Linked DNA regions of Sus scrofa: all the other regions are linked to region 3. A link is a contact called in public HiChIP or PLAC-seq and promoter capture Hi-C data. All regions are on one chromosome and are shown on one strand. Each heading gives the region's core, a stretch centred on a gene start, on an enhancer-like site or on the middle of the called end of the contact. The rest is flanking DNA. Distances are from core to core; before and after follow the strand shown.

Evidence for each region. Promoter capture Hi-C pulls out the DNA fragments that hold promoters and counts their contacts. HiChIP or PLAC-seq counts read pairs in DNA pulled down with a chosen protein or histone mark.
Region 1: a promoter capture Hi-C map of fetal skeletal muscle shows a contact between it and region 3, with 3 times the contacts expected there. The contact joins the promoter of C13H3orf18 here to the promoter of TEX264 in region 3. A contact is called at or near these places in 2 of 5 promoter capture datasets (fetal liver and fetal skeletal muscle) and 2 of 2 datasets of contacts at active chromatin or transcription factors (alveolar macrophages and skeletal muscle).
Region 2: a contact with region 3 is called in an H3K27ac HiChIP or PLAC-seq map of alveolar macrophages. The contact joins the promoter of MAPKAPK3 here to the promoter of TEX264 in region 3. A contact is called at or near these places in 2 of 5 promoter capture datasets (fetal liver and fetal skeletal muscle), 2 of 47 Hi-C or Micro-C datasets (embryonic fibroblasts and skeletal muscle) and 2 of 2 datasets of contacts at active chromatin or transcription factors (alveolar macrophages and skeletal muscle).

What each region holds. Positions count from the first base shown.
Region 1 is chr13:33,044,246-33,048,291 of Sscrofa11.1, forward strand. C13H3orf18 reads right to left here and starts at 1,450. Exons shown (of 5, transcript XM_003132231.4): 1 at 1,183-1,450. HEMK1 (hemK methyltransferase family member 1) reads left to right here and starts at 2,795. Exons shown (of 11, transcript XM_021068829.1): 1 at 2,795-2,942.
Region 2 is chr13:33,096,107-33,100,159 of Sscrofa11.1, forward strand. It overlaps MAPKAPK3 (mitogen-activated protein kinase-activated protein kinase 3), which reads left to right and starts at 1,302. Exons shown (of 11, transcript NM_001143717.1): 1 at 1,302-1,407; 2 at 1,683-1,958. The coding sequence starts at 1,734.
Region 3 is chr13:33,891,038-33,894,730 of Sscrofa11.1, forward strand. It overlaps TEX264 (testis-expressed protein 264), which reads left to right and starts at 1,520. Exons shown (of 5, transcript XM_021068863.1): 1 at 1,520-1,749.

The DNA of each region.
Region 1 (4,046 bases), core at 200-2,699, 850 kb before region 3:
TTATGTTTCAGCCACTTAACTGGATGACCCTAGGCAGGCTACTCCACCTCTCTATGTCTCAGCTTTTCTGAGTCAAAGGTGAAGTGTTAGGAACACCTCCCCCACAGAAAGGGTCAGAGGATCACTGAAATATCAGAATGAACAAGTCTCTAGAAAAACACTAGCTCAGCACAACCCTCTCATCCACAGTAAGCATCCAATAAATGCTAGATCTTCTCCCTCTGGCCACTCCAGTTGGGAAATGGGAGCCACAGAAGCCCCTGGGACCCAGCCTACTATGTGGGCCAGTTTGTGCTTGGAGTGATGGCAGGGACAGGTGTGGCAAGACCAGAAGACAGGAAGGAAACAGAGAGGCTAAAATCAGGCCCTCTGGTGGGGTTTCTCTGTAAGCTCTTGGGTCACTGGACCCCCTGTGGGGGTGCTAGGGGCTGCCAGGGACTAGGAGAAAATTAAGTGGAGCCAATCTTCAAGGGCAGGGATGGAGCTCCCACTTTGAGATGTCTTATCTTTCCCTTCCCTCCTCCCTTGGGAGCAGAGGGTGGGAGATGTGCCCAGTCCAGATTTTGACCTGGGCCTTCCCAGGCCAAAGGGCCCTGGGCAAGGCAGGGTGGGAAGAAGTTCTAGCCAAACTGCAGAAGGGCAGGCCTAGGGCGAGGAGGGACGCACAGCTCAAGACTAGCTTCTGCACACTAGCTCATGGGTATATGCAGGGTGCCTCCCTGTACAGGTGCATGCCTGTGTGTGAGGTTTGCACACATCCATGACGGCCCCTTAGGAAGGGGCAAAGCTGGCACAGAAACATGGGATGGGAGATGCTCATCATTCCTCTCTGTCCTCTTCCTCTAGCTAGGCTGGGCATGTCAGGAGTCTCAGGTTCTTTCTTGGCTCTGCCACTGACCCCAGATATGACCTTGGGCCTTGACACTTGCTCTGGGGCTCTATTTATTCCTCCCTCCAAAGGAGAGAAAGGGCCCTGCTCTTCACTGTTCAGGACTGTCTTTGGTCCAAAGGGCAAGAGAAGGAAGCCAGGGAGAAAGAGATGGGAAAAACGACCTCCAAGAACCCGCATGCCATTCATTCTCCACCAGGTTCATCAATCCTCCGTGTTCCAATCCCCGTCCCCACCTCCGCGACTCTGTGATTCCTCCATTCTTGCACAGAAGCAGCGACCTCAGCACTTACTTAATCCTCTCTGGGGCGCCGAGCTCAGCAGGAGAGGCTAGGGGTGGTGGCGATCGGCAGGAGGGGGCGGGGGAGAGGGGATCCCCAAGCCTAGGGTAGGGGGCGGCAGGTCCGACCCTTGGGCTGGGACTGCAACGTCGCACCGCCAGCAGCCGAGAGTGCCAGCCTGGACCCGGATAGGCGGGGCTGGGACCCACCGCGGGGGTGGGGCCGAGGCGAGCAGCCTCGCGGGTCTGCGACGTTCCAGCTCCTCTCCTCCCTGCCAGCTCCGAGTCCCCTGCCCCGGATTGGCTGTTAAGCCCAGAGCCCGCCCTGCATTGGCCCGCTGGCCTGTCACTTGGATCTGGCTCTGCCCCCAGCAGGAGCGGGAGCCGGGTCAAGGTTCTTGGAGACCACTCCTCACTCCCCGAGGCCTATGCAAGAGTTGGGCGGGGGATGATGCTTGGCCGGGCCCTTTCTAGGGGCCAGAACTCTGGCCTCCGGCTAGCCTGGGCTCCACCTCCGCCAAGACAGACTTGCGCTTCCCAAACGCAGGTGGACGCAGGTTTGGGGAGAGCACTAGACTAGGATCCTTGAGCCTATATTGAACTCTGGATCGACCCTCCATTAGCTTGGCGACCTAGAGCAAGATGTTCTCCTCCCTCGGTCTCAGTTTCCTGTTCACGTGGGCTCTGGTGTGTGGGCTCTTGGTAAAGGACACCTACCCTGGTCTAGAAATGATTCATCTTCAGAGAAGTTGGAGACGGGTTGGAATTATTACTGCAGTGGTATTATTGGGCACTTGGAACCAAGCAAGCCCACAGACATCCCTCCATCCGGAGCACGAACACCTCTGGAGAGGAGCCTTCAGATACTTTCTAATCCTCAGGTTTTCAAAGGAGTTTATGGGGATCAGGGGTCTGGGATGGAGTTCGGGGAAACTGCATGTTTAATAGTAGTTTAGTTAACCGTGAGGTAGGTAACAATAGATTCCGGGGCGAGGGGTTGGCACTGGCAGGCCATATTTTGCAGGACACTGCCATGAATTTTATAAAAGCAACTGAGGCCCACAGATGGGCACCTGGACAAAGCCTCGAGACGAGTCAGGATTCTAATCCTAGTCTCCTACTTCCAGTTTCCCTGCTCCAAACCCTAAAACGGGAACTAGAGGGTTAAAAGCAGCCCTTGAGCCCAGGCGCCACCTGGACCGCAGGTCCTGGACACCCAGTCCCGCTCCTTAAATTAGTACCCGCCCCCAGTGCTGGGACCCTCCCACGAGCCCCTCTACTCTCTCGCCGGCTTCTTTAGACCACGCTCCTGAGCATCGCGCCCCAATTCTCGAACCCTGGGCTGGCTGGTGACACGCCTCCATTTGGGCTGGCTACACATCGCACGGATGGGTAGCCAAACGCCAGCTCGGAGCAGTTACTGAGGCCAGAGTCATATCCCTGCTATGACCTTTAGGAAGACTGGCTGGTCCAGGCCCCCGGGGAACGACCCTATACACTACCAAGCACTTTCTGACGGGGGGCGCCGGCGGGCGTTTTTGGGCGTCGCGTTCAAATCCTGCCCCACTGGCCCGCCTCGCCTTCTGAGGTGGAACCTAGAGGCGCTAGGAACCCTAAAGCTGGACTGCGGGGTCCACCCGAGCCCTTTCCCAACCGCTCCAACCCCGGAAGCAGAGCCTTGGAGGGCGCTCACCGCGCGTTACTCACATCCGGGCGCCGAACCCGCGGTAGTTTCTTTAGGCTGGAGGGCGAGTAGGGTGGTAACTCAGGCAGGTATGAGCAGCACTCTCCCGACCTACCCTCCTCCCCTTATCCCGTTGTACAAATGGAGAGGTAGACTTGCGGAGAGGCGACCTCTTCGTGCGGACCTGAGGGGGCAGCTGCGCCCTTGATTTCAAGCCTCAGCTTTTTCCTGGGCAGCGCTGTGGCAGACAGAGCCGCTCCTGGAGTTCGAAGGACTTGTGTCTTACGTGGGACAGTTCCTAGCTTTGGGCAGGTTGCTTCCCGTCTCCGAGTCTCCTTTTCCTCTCTGTTTGTCTCTGAAGATGTGGCACTTAGCAGGTATTCAGTTAAGGCTAGTTTGAACCTTGATCTCTGTAAGAGGAAAGAAGACCACTGATTTTAAACCTGAAGTTAAATTTGTTTGTGATAACTTAAATATGAAATTAACAAAAATTATCACTTTTTTAGCTGAGTTTATGCTGATGATTAGGACTATGGATTAAATTGGGAGTGTGACCAGAACTCAGCCTTTGTGCATCCACACTGAATTGAATCTCTGAGGCAGAGTTTTGGATGAAGGAGAAAAGAATAGCCTTATTGCTTTTCCGGGCAAAGGGGGACACAGCAGAGTAATTCCCTCAAAACTTCCCAAACCAGGGGGGATTTGGGGAGGAGTTTTTTTTTTAATATGTATTTATTATTAATTTTTTAATGTCTGCACCCACGACATTTGGAAGTTCCTGGGCCAGACATTGAATCTGATTAGTTTCAACCTGCACCACAGCTACGGCCTGCTGGATCCTTTAACCCACTCTGCCTGGCTGAGGATCAAACCCAAGCCTCTGCAGCAACCAGAGCCACTTTAGTTGGATTCCTAACCCACTGTGCCACATCAGGAACTCCTGGTCAGGAGTTTTACAGCAGAGATTTTGTGGATGAGCTCGGTTTCTTGGAGGGGGCAGATTTTTAGCATACAAATCAAGGACAGTACATGTAAAATGTCAAAAGCAGAGCTCCCAAGCAAAGATGGTCTCTTGCTCCTAGTAATATTAGTTAAGAGCATGTAATGTTGGAGTTCCCGTTGTGGCGCAGCAGAAACGAATCCGACTAGAATCCATAAGGATGCGGGTTTGATCCCTGGCCTTGCTCAGTGGG
Region 2 (4,053 bases), core at 52-2,551, 800 kb before region 3:
GCACAGCCACTATGGAGAACAGTTTGGAGATACCTTAGAAATCTATCCATAGAACTTCCATATGACCCCGCAATCCCACTCTTGGGCATCTATCCGGACAAAACTCTACTTGAAAGAGACACATGCACCCGCATGTTCATTGCAGCACTATTCACAATAGCCAGGACATGGAAACAACCCAAATGTCCATCGACAGATGATTGGATTCGGAAGGTGTGGTATATATACACAATGGAATACTACTCAGCCATAAAAAAGAATGATGACATAATGCCATTTGCAGCAACATGGATGGAGCTAGAGAATCTCATCCTGAGTGAAATGAGCCAGAAAGACAAAGACAAATGCCATATGATATCACTTATAACTGGAATCTAATATCCAGCACAAATGAACATCTCAGAAAAGAAAATCATGGACTTGGAGAAGAGACTTGTGGTTGCCTGATGGGAGGGGGAGGGAGTGGGAGGGATCGGGAGATTGGGCTTATCAGACACAACTTAGAATAGATTTACAAGGAGATCCTGCTGAATAGCTTTGAGAACTTTGTCTAGATACTCATGTTGCAACAGAAGAAAGGGTGGGGGAAAAATGTAATGTATACATGTAAGGATAACCTGACCCCCTTGCTGTACAGTGGGGAAAAAAAAAAAAGAATATCTGTCACTGGGGTGGGAGAAGACTTTTAAAACACAACACCCTAAGCTCAAACCATAAGATGAAAAGTTGATCCATCTGACCAAATGGGAATTTAGGATTTCTGGTCTTAGGATACTGAATCCCAAGAGAATATGAGCAGGAGATGGACGGTAGGGAAGAGATGGCCAGAACCACTAGGAACTAGAGAGACGCGAATCACAACAAAATTCCATTTCACTTGGCATGTTGGCAAAAATTAGTACTTTAGGTAGGTGGCGGTGGGCCACCGCTAAGGAAATCGCAAGCTTTACAAATTATTCTGGAAGGTCTCAGGGCAGAGTGCAGAGAAAACACCCCACTAAAGGGGCTCCCTGAGTCTCCGAGAGAAACAAGACTTCCTATGCTGCCACTTCTTTGGTGGCTGGTAAAATTCGAGGCTCAAACAACCCACGCAGAACCTCGCTCTCTAGAGCTGGGGTCTACCGGGCCACTGGCGGAGCCTCGGTGGTTTCCGCCCCCTCGAGAAGCCACGCCCCCTATTGCTGCCGCTGCTCTGGGCGGGCCCCGCCGGGCCCCGCCCAATCCTGCCAAGGGCCTCCTGGCCCTTTAAGGCTGACCGAGCCCGGCCTCTAGTCTGGGACGCGTGGGGGAGGGGGGCGGTCACATGGGCCGACGGCTGCGCGGCTCCGCTCCGGGCTCCCGCGGCCGCTGGCTCCGGCTACTGCCGCCCCTACCTCTTACCGGCCCTGCAGCCGGGTGTACTGCCAGGTACGCCCTCGCCAGGTACACTTTCCCTGGGCCCCCTCCACCTCCCACTCCCGGGACCTCGCGGCCCTTTCCCTTCTAGATGGGTGGCCGGGCGGGACTCTCCTGTGCCCCGCTGCGCGACCACCGCCCCCCTGCCGCGTCTCCGTACACTCCAGCAGTTCGCCTGGCATTCCCAGCCCTGTCCCTGGCCCAAAACCCAGTGTGGTTCAGGGGCTCCAAGGCTGGGGTATATTGAAGTAATCTGAGCGGAACTCACTCTTCCTTTCTTCCCCAAGTGGCCTTGGACACGCCAGGCTGGGGCCGCCTCTGAGCGCCCCGCGGGGGCCATGGATGTCGAGACAGCAGAGGATCAGGGGGGCCCTGCGCCCCCGCCAGGTGCACCCTGCGGAACTTGCTTAGCAGGCGCTCCGGCCCTCGGGGGGCGGCGCGAGCCCAAGAAGTACGCAGTGACCGACGACTACCAGTTGTCCAAGCAGGTGCTGGGCTTGGGTGTGAACGGCAAGGTGCTGGAATGTTTCCATCGGCGCACTGGGCAGAAATGTGCCCTGAAGGTCAGTGACCCTTCACTGCCGTGTGGGTGACCCAGAGGGCCCAGCAGCAGAGACCTGTGGCCTCGGGGCCTCTGTTAAGCTTCTTATGCTCAGCATCTTCTTCCGCCCTCTTACTACCCGGTAAGGACAGGCTCCTGGTCCTCCCTTCTTTACAGTTGGGGAAACTGAGGCTAGGCCTAGGGTGTCCTGTGCCAGGGAGCAAGGGGGTGGAGTCAGTATGCGTACAGCCTGCTGTACCCGGAAGCAGGGAAGGAGTGGCTCCTGACTCTGGGTTTCTGACTGGGCCCAAGGAGGGCCTTCATTCAGCTTGGCTGCTCCTTCCCTGAGAAGCTCTTCTGACTGGAATGGGTCTAAGTTTCTTTCTACCTGAGAATGAGTCCCTGTGAAAGCTTGAAGTGGGGCTGCATTCTCCTGTGGCCCCTGCCTGCCTGGGCTCCTGGGTGGGAGCCTCCCAGGGCTGACTGGTGGGCAAGGATGACACCCATCACACCTGTGGGCAGGAGCTGCTGATGGGCTTCAGCTGAGTCACCAGACCCATGTTGAAAGGGGCAGGTCCTATCCAAGTCTGACCCACCTTGTTTCCTGGGCAGAGGGCAAGCCAGCCAGCTAGCCACATCACACCAGAGGCTCCTTATAGGCCTAGCTGAGATCTCAGTGATACAGGTGGAATCCAGGGAGTCCTGGGGGTGGCTGGTCTAGCTATGTAGTTCTGGTTTAGGTCATATATAGAGTTCTGGGCCCAGGACCCTGCCCCATACCCAGAATCCCTTGAATCTGGGGTCATCACTGGGAAATTTACTTAATTGCAGCCCGTGCCAATAGCAACCTGAATGGTAGAACATGGCAAGGAGAGTGGCTCCTAGAGGTTAGAATACAGCAAAGGATATTCTCATTTTACAGACATTGCAATTATGAGCCCAAGTGCAGAGTCCTACAGATGTAGCTCTCATCTTTGGCCTGCATTTGCCAGTTCCATGATCTTGGACTCTTGAAATCAGGTTTCTGCTCAAGGGTTTATAAGATAAGGAGTTGACGTGAGCTTGGAAGAGATGATGTGTGTAGAATAATTGGTACAGGGCCTGATGCAAGCATGGACAGGCTATAAGACTTATTTAGGGTACAGAGTCTGCAAGTATCCTATCAGGAACCTGGGCCCAGCTCCCTGTGTCTTTCCCAATGGTGTTAGGGCTGATAGAGAGGGTCATCTCCCCAGGGTGATCTTGGAGACCACAAGAATGGGTCCAGAGGATGCTCAGGGCTGGGCTGGTGAGGCTGGGTCTTAGGAACAGCTTCTTTGCTTACTAACCCAACAGTGGAGTGGGGTTGGGGGGCCCTTTTGGAGCCCCAGGCAGGGAATTCTCTGAGTCCTTCAGGAAAAAGATGGCTCTTCTGAGGGGAGATGGGGCTGAAGAGGTGAGAAGTGAGGGTTTCCACCCTCTCCCTCAGCATCATCTTCGTCCTTTCACCCCTGCTAGGACACCCGGCACAGTCAGGATGGGCAAGGGACCAACTGAGGCCAGAGCATCTCTTCGTAAAACCAAGGCTTTGGTCTTATGAGTCAGGGCTGGGCTCTGACCAGCTCCTGTGGTACTCCTGCTGCTGTGAGTGAGGCAGGAATGGAGTGGGAGGCCAGAATTCATGGGCCCAGGCAGCAACGGCTTTAATCAGGACTGCACCCAGGCCCTTCTCCATAGCAACGGCTTTAATCAGGACTGCACCCAGGCCCTTCTCCCCTTCTCCATAGGTGTGTCTGACAAGTGACTTCTGACTGCAACAACTTCCTAAGCACCTCTTCTTGAATCTAGGGCTTCAAGGCTCTCTGTTCTGGACTGGAAACTAGGGCAGGCCTAGAACTTTAGGCTTTTTGGATGAACAAGTCTAGGGATACTGGTGTAGCACCTTCTGGACCTGGTGGTTGGCCCTCAAGGAGAACATGGATTAGATGTGCCCCCCACCCCCACCCCAGCATCTTCTTGTTCTTGCCAACCCCCTATCCCCCTCCAGTGACCAAGCCTAGAAATCCCTCCGCAGCTAGGCAGGTCCTCACCATCTTCCAAGATGGGATGAGCACAACCTCTAGCACATCGTACCTGTA
Region 3 (3,693 bases), core at 270-2,769:
GGTAGAGGAAGGAAGGGATGGTCTATGCTTTAGTTACCCAAGTTTGGTCCTTTTAAGGGGAGGAGCCTGGGGAAAACATTCTCTGGAAATGTACTAAGGGAGAACTAAAGAGCTTCTGTGGGAGTTCTTTTGTCAGGGGAAGTCAGGAGGAGGCAGAGACCAAGTCTAGGCTCATGAGAGGAGAATATGTGCTATTTGGATATAGGACTGAAGAGTGCATGATGCAGATGGCTAGGTGGTCAGCTCTGCTCAGACTTGATACAAGGGGGAGAGCAAAGTGCCTGGGCTATTGCCTGGTGGCTAGCAGAGGCCATGCAGGGGTCCTCCCAAGCGGGCGGGAGGTGGCAGTGCTTGTTGGCAGCTGCCTGAAATAAAGCCTGGGAGGCCACTGGCCTACAGCCCCAGTCACAGGCCAGCTATTTTAACACTACAGAGGTGCTAAAGCTCCTAAGGCACATTTAGAACTCGGATGTGAGGCTATGGAGTTCCCTAACCAAGCTAAAGGAAGTAAGCAGAGAACCAGATGAGGAAAGGGTATGGGAGTTCCTGTCGTGACTCAGCAGTTAACGAACCTGACTAGTATCCATGAGGACATGAGTTCAATCCCTGGCCTCCCTCAGTGGGTTAAGGATCCGGCGTTGCTGTGGCTGTGGTGTAGGCTGGCAGCTGTAGTTTTGATTTGACCCCTAGCCTGGGAACCTCCACATGCCATGGGTGCGGCCCTAAAAAAAGAAGGAAAAAAAAATTTGGAAAGAGTAGCTCCAGACAACAGTTTCCTGGATGAAGCTGATCATCTTCAGCTTCTGAGAAGCAGAGGCTGTCTGTCTCTGAAAGCACTGGCCCGTCCTTGTCTCAGGGAATGACACAAGTGCATAGTTCACTTGCCTGAAGCACCTAAAGGATTTGGTCATGTTCCTGATATTCATCAGCAAAACAGCTGCCAAACCTCCAGCCCAGCTCTGAGTGCCTCTGAGGGGTCAGCTACCCATTCTTCTGGTTGGTCTAGAACCCTATGGATGAAGTTCAATTTTCCCTGCCTATGGAGAGAATAATGTGAAGCAGAAGGAAAGGCAACCAGCTACAACTGCCGCTTTGTGGCCAGTCTGTCCTTGGCTAGTACAGTAGGGGGATCCATAAAAAGAAGATTCACCTCCCAAACATCAATCCTCCGTGTGAGGAGCACCAAGGTAGCTTTTGGCCCATACCATCTTGTGGCGAAACTTATGAGCATAGTTGCCCCCTCCCCCACTCTTTCTACTGCAAGATCGGCCTCTCAGGAGGGCGAGATTTTATGTTTGGGGCCCTAAGAGAGTGCTTTGTTGTTTGTTGATCCTCAGTAATACAAGCTGAAGATTGAACCTGTCTTCAAGGAACAAACAATTGACTTGGGGGTTACCTAGAATGTGTTAAACTGGAACAGCAGACTAGCCTCGCCCAGCCGCGTCTAGGGCACTGAGGGAGGAGCGTGGAAGGCGGGCGTCCCCCAGTTGGTTCCAGGAAGGCGGGGCCTTGGTTTTGTTCACTTGGCGTCCTCAGACCTTAGCAAGGAGCCGTGCTTCATAAACGCTGGATGGGTGAATGATCACCCCCCCAACTCCCTCTTCCCCGCCTCCTCCTCACCCCCCTAAAAATCCCAGAGCACAGGGATGGACCGCTGGAGGCAGGAAGCTGATATTTGCGTTGTCTGGAGATTCCCTAAGCCTCAGATGTGAGACGGGAGCAAGTGGACCTGCCTTGCTCGGTTCCCAGGTCTGTTGCGAAGCCTCAGTGAGAGAAAATGGCAGTAATTAGGGTGGTACGAATGCCAGACTTCTACTGCCATGCTGCGCTTCCCAAACTAATTCAAACGGTCCTCTGAGGTGCCATTTTTTGGGACCAGACTGGCTCTCTACCACGGGCCTCTAGGCCGACTTACCCCCTTCACTGCTAGGGTCGGACAGTCGTGGTGCTCTCCACAACCCAGAAGCTAAGGGGCTGTTGACTTCATCCTCTGCAACCCAGTAGTTTGTGGGAAGCAGGAAGGTACCTGGTGGGCTCGGCTCCTAACGGCCACAGGCCAAGGCGCGTGTTTGTCGCCACGGATACGGGTGCGGCAGGCCTCCGCCCTTTGGGTCCCGCACGCACGCGCCCACGGCCACGTTCTGCCTCGAGAGGGGGCGGAGCGAGCGTGCGCGGCGGGCGCGCAGGCTCCGCGACGCAGCCCCGAGCCGCGTGCGCGAATCGGCTTCCGAGGCTGGGGGCCGCTGAGGTGAGGGCCGGGCGGGGGAGGTATCCCCGCCCGGGCGGCCCCACGCGCGCCCAGGGCCTGGCACCTCCGCCTGGGCGCGAGCTCAGGGCCTTCCGTGTCCCCACCGTGATCCTTGCGGCCCAGCATTTCTTTGCATCTCGTCTCTCCCACAGCTGGCCCTGGTCGGGTCCAAGGGCCCAAACGCGACCTTGGATCAGCCTACTATCCCCGGCTGCTCTCCATCTTAGCTTCGGGTGCAGGGCAGGCCCAGAGGCTGGGGAGCTGGGGGCGGGCGAGGGGGTAGGGGGCTCGATGACGAAGGCCAGAACCGCGCTTTAACTCCGCCCCCTTCTCCCTAGGCTGCGGCTCACCGCGGCGTTGTAAACTTTAGCTTCCTATAAGTTGCGGAGGTGCCTGGGGCCTCCAGAAGTTGTGGCTGAAAAGAAGAGGGCTGGGTAAATAGGTGAGGCGAGGGTGAGCGGGGTCTGGAAGCCCAGAGTAAAGAGTGGACGCGACGACCCTTCCACCCCGCGAGGCCTCTCGGACCCCAAGTATTCCTGCTCCCGGCAGACACCGAAGTTTTGCCTGCGGCGGGCCCTTTAAGGACCGGGCCGACAGCCACGGCGTTCGTGAGCGACCTCAGGAAGCCAACGCTGGCAGCCCTCCCAGACGCTTACCTAGTGCCTCCTGACCCTAGCAGAAACTGAGGCCCGAGAAGGGTCAAGGCCTGCCTAGGGGCAGCGGAAGGGGCTGTATCAGGCCAGGATCGGTGGCTGGAGCCTTCCAGGAAGAGGGCTCTCCAAGAATAGGGGCATGAGCAGGGCTCTAGTGAAGAGCTGACATTTGTGAGGCGGAGTTTGGCTTTTGATTTCCCAGAGGGATCCGAGGACTTAATGGAGGTTCAACCTTGTGGTGAGGAGAGAGTTCTTGTAGAGGCTCCTGTGAGTCTTCCCTGAGAAGATACCAGTCAGGGCAGGGTTTTGGCTCAGTGGTTATTTTCTTTCTGCCCCCAGCCCTGGAGCACTCGAAGCATTTGGTCCCTGCTGCGCTGGATGCCATGAGTTGCTAAAATTGAGCCTGGCTTTAGAGGTGAGCTTCCCCAGCCTTTCTGCCCTTTCTCTTGAGTATGGGGAAATTTCCATTGCCCCGGCTCCCCCTAACTGAAGCTCTTCGGGCCCCCAAGTACATTTCTCTTCTTTTCTGAGCGGTTTAGGTGAAAGGAAGAAAAAGGTGGGAAATAAGCTTTTTTGAGGAAACAAGGAGTGTGCATCTGAGAGGGTAGGGGTTAGGTCAGAGTGAGAGCTGCTCACTCACTCCCAAGACAAGTGGAAGACTTAGATGCTGAGAGCTTCCATCTGAGAGCCTTGGATTCAGAGATGTCCAGCATGGATGAAATGCTTGGGCTTCTCTGGAAGCCCTCTTACCAGGGAGGAGAGAGAAAGCGGACATGGGGGCCTGGAATCAGA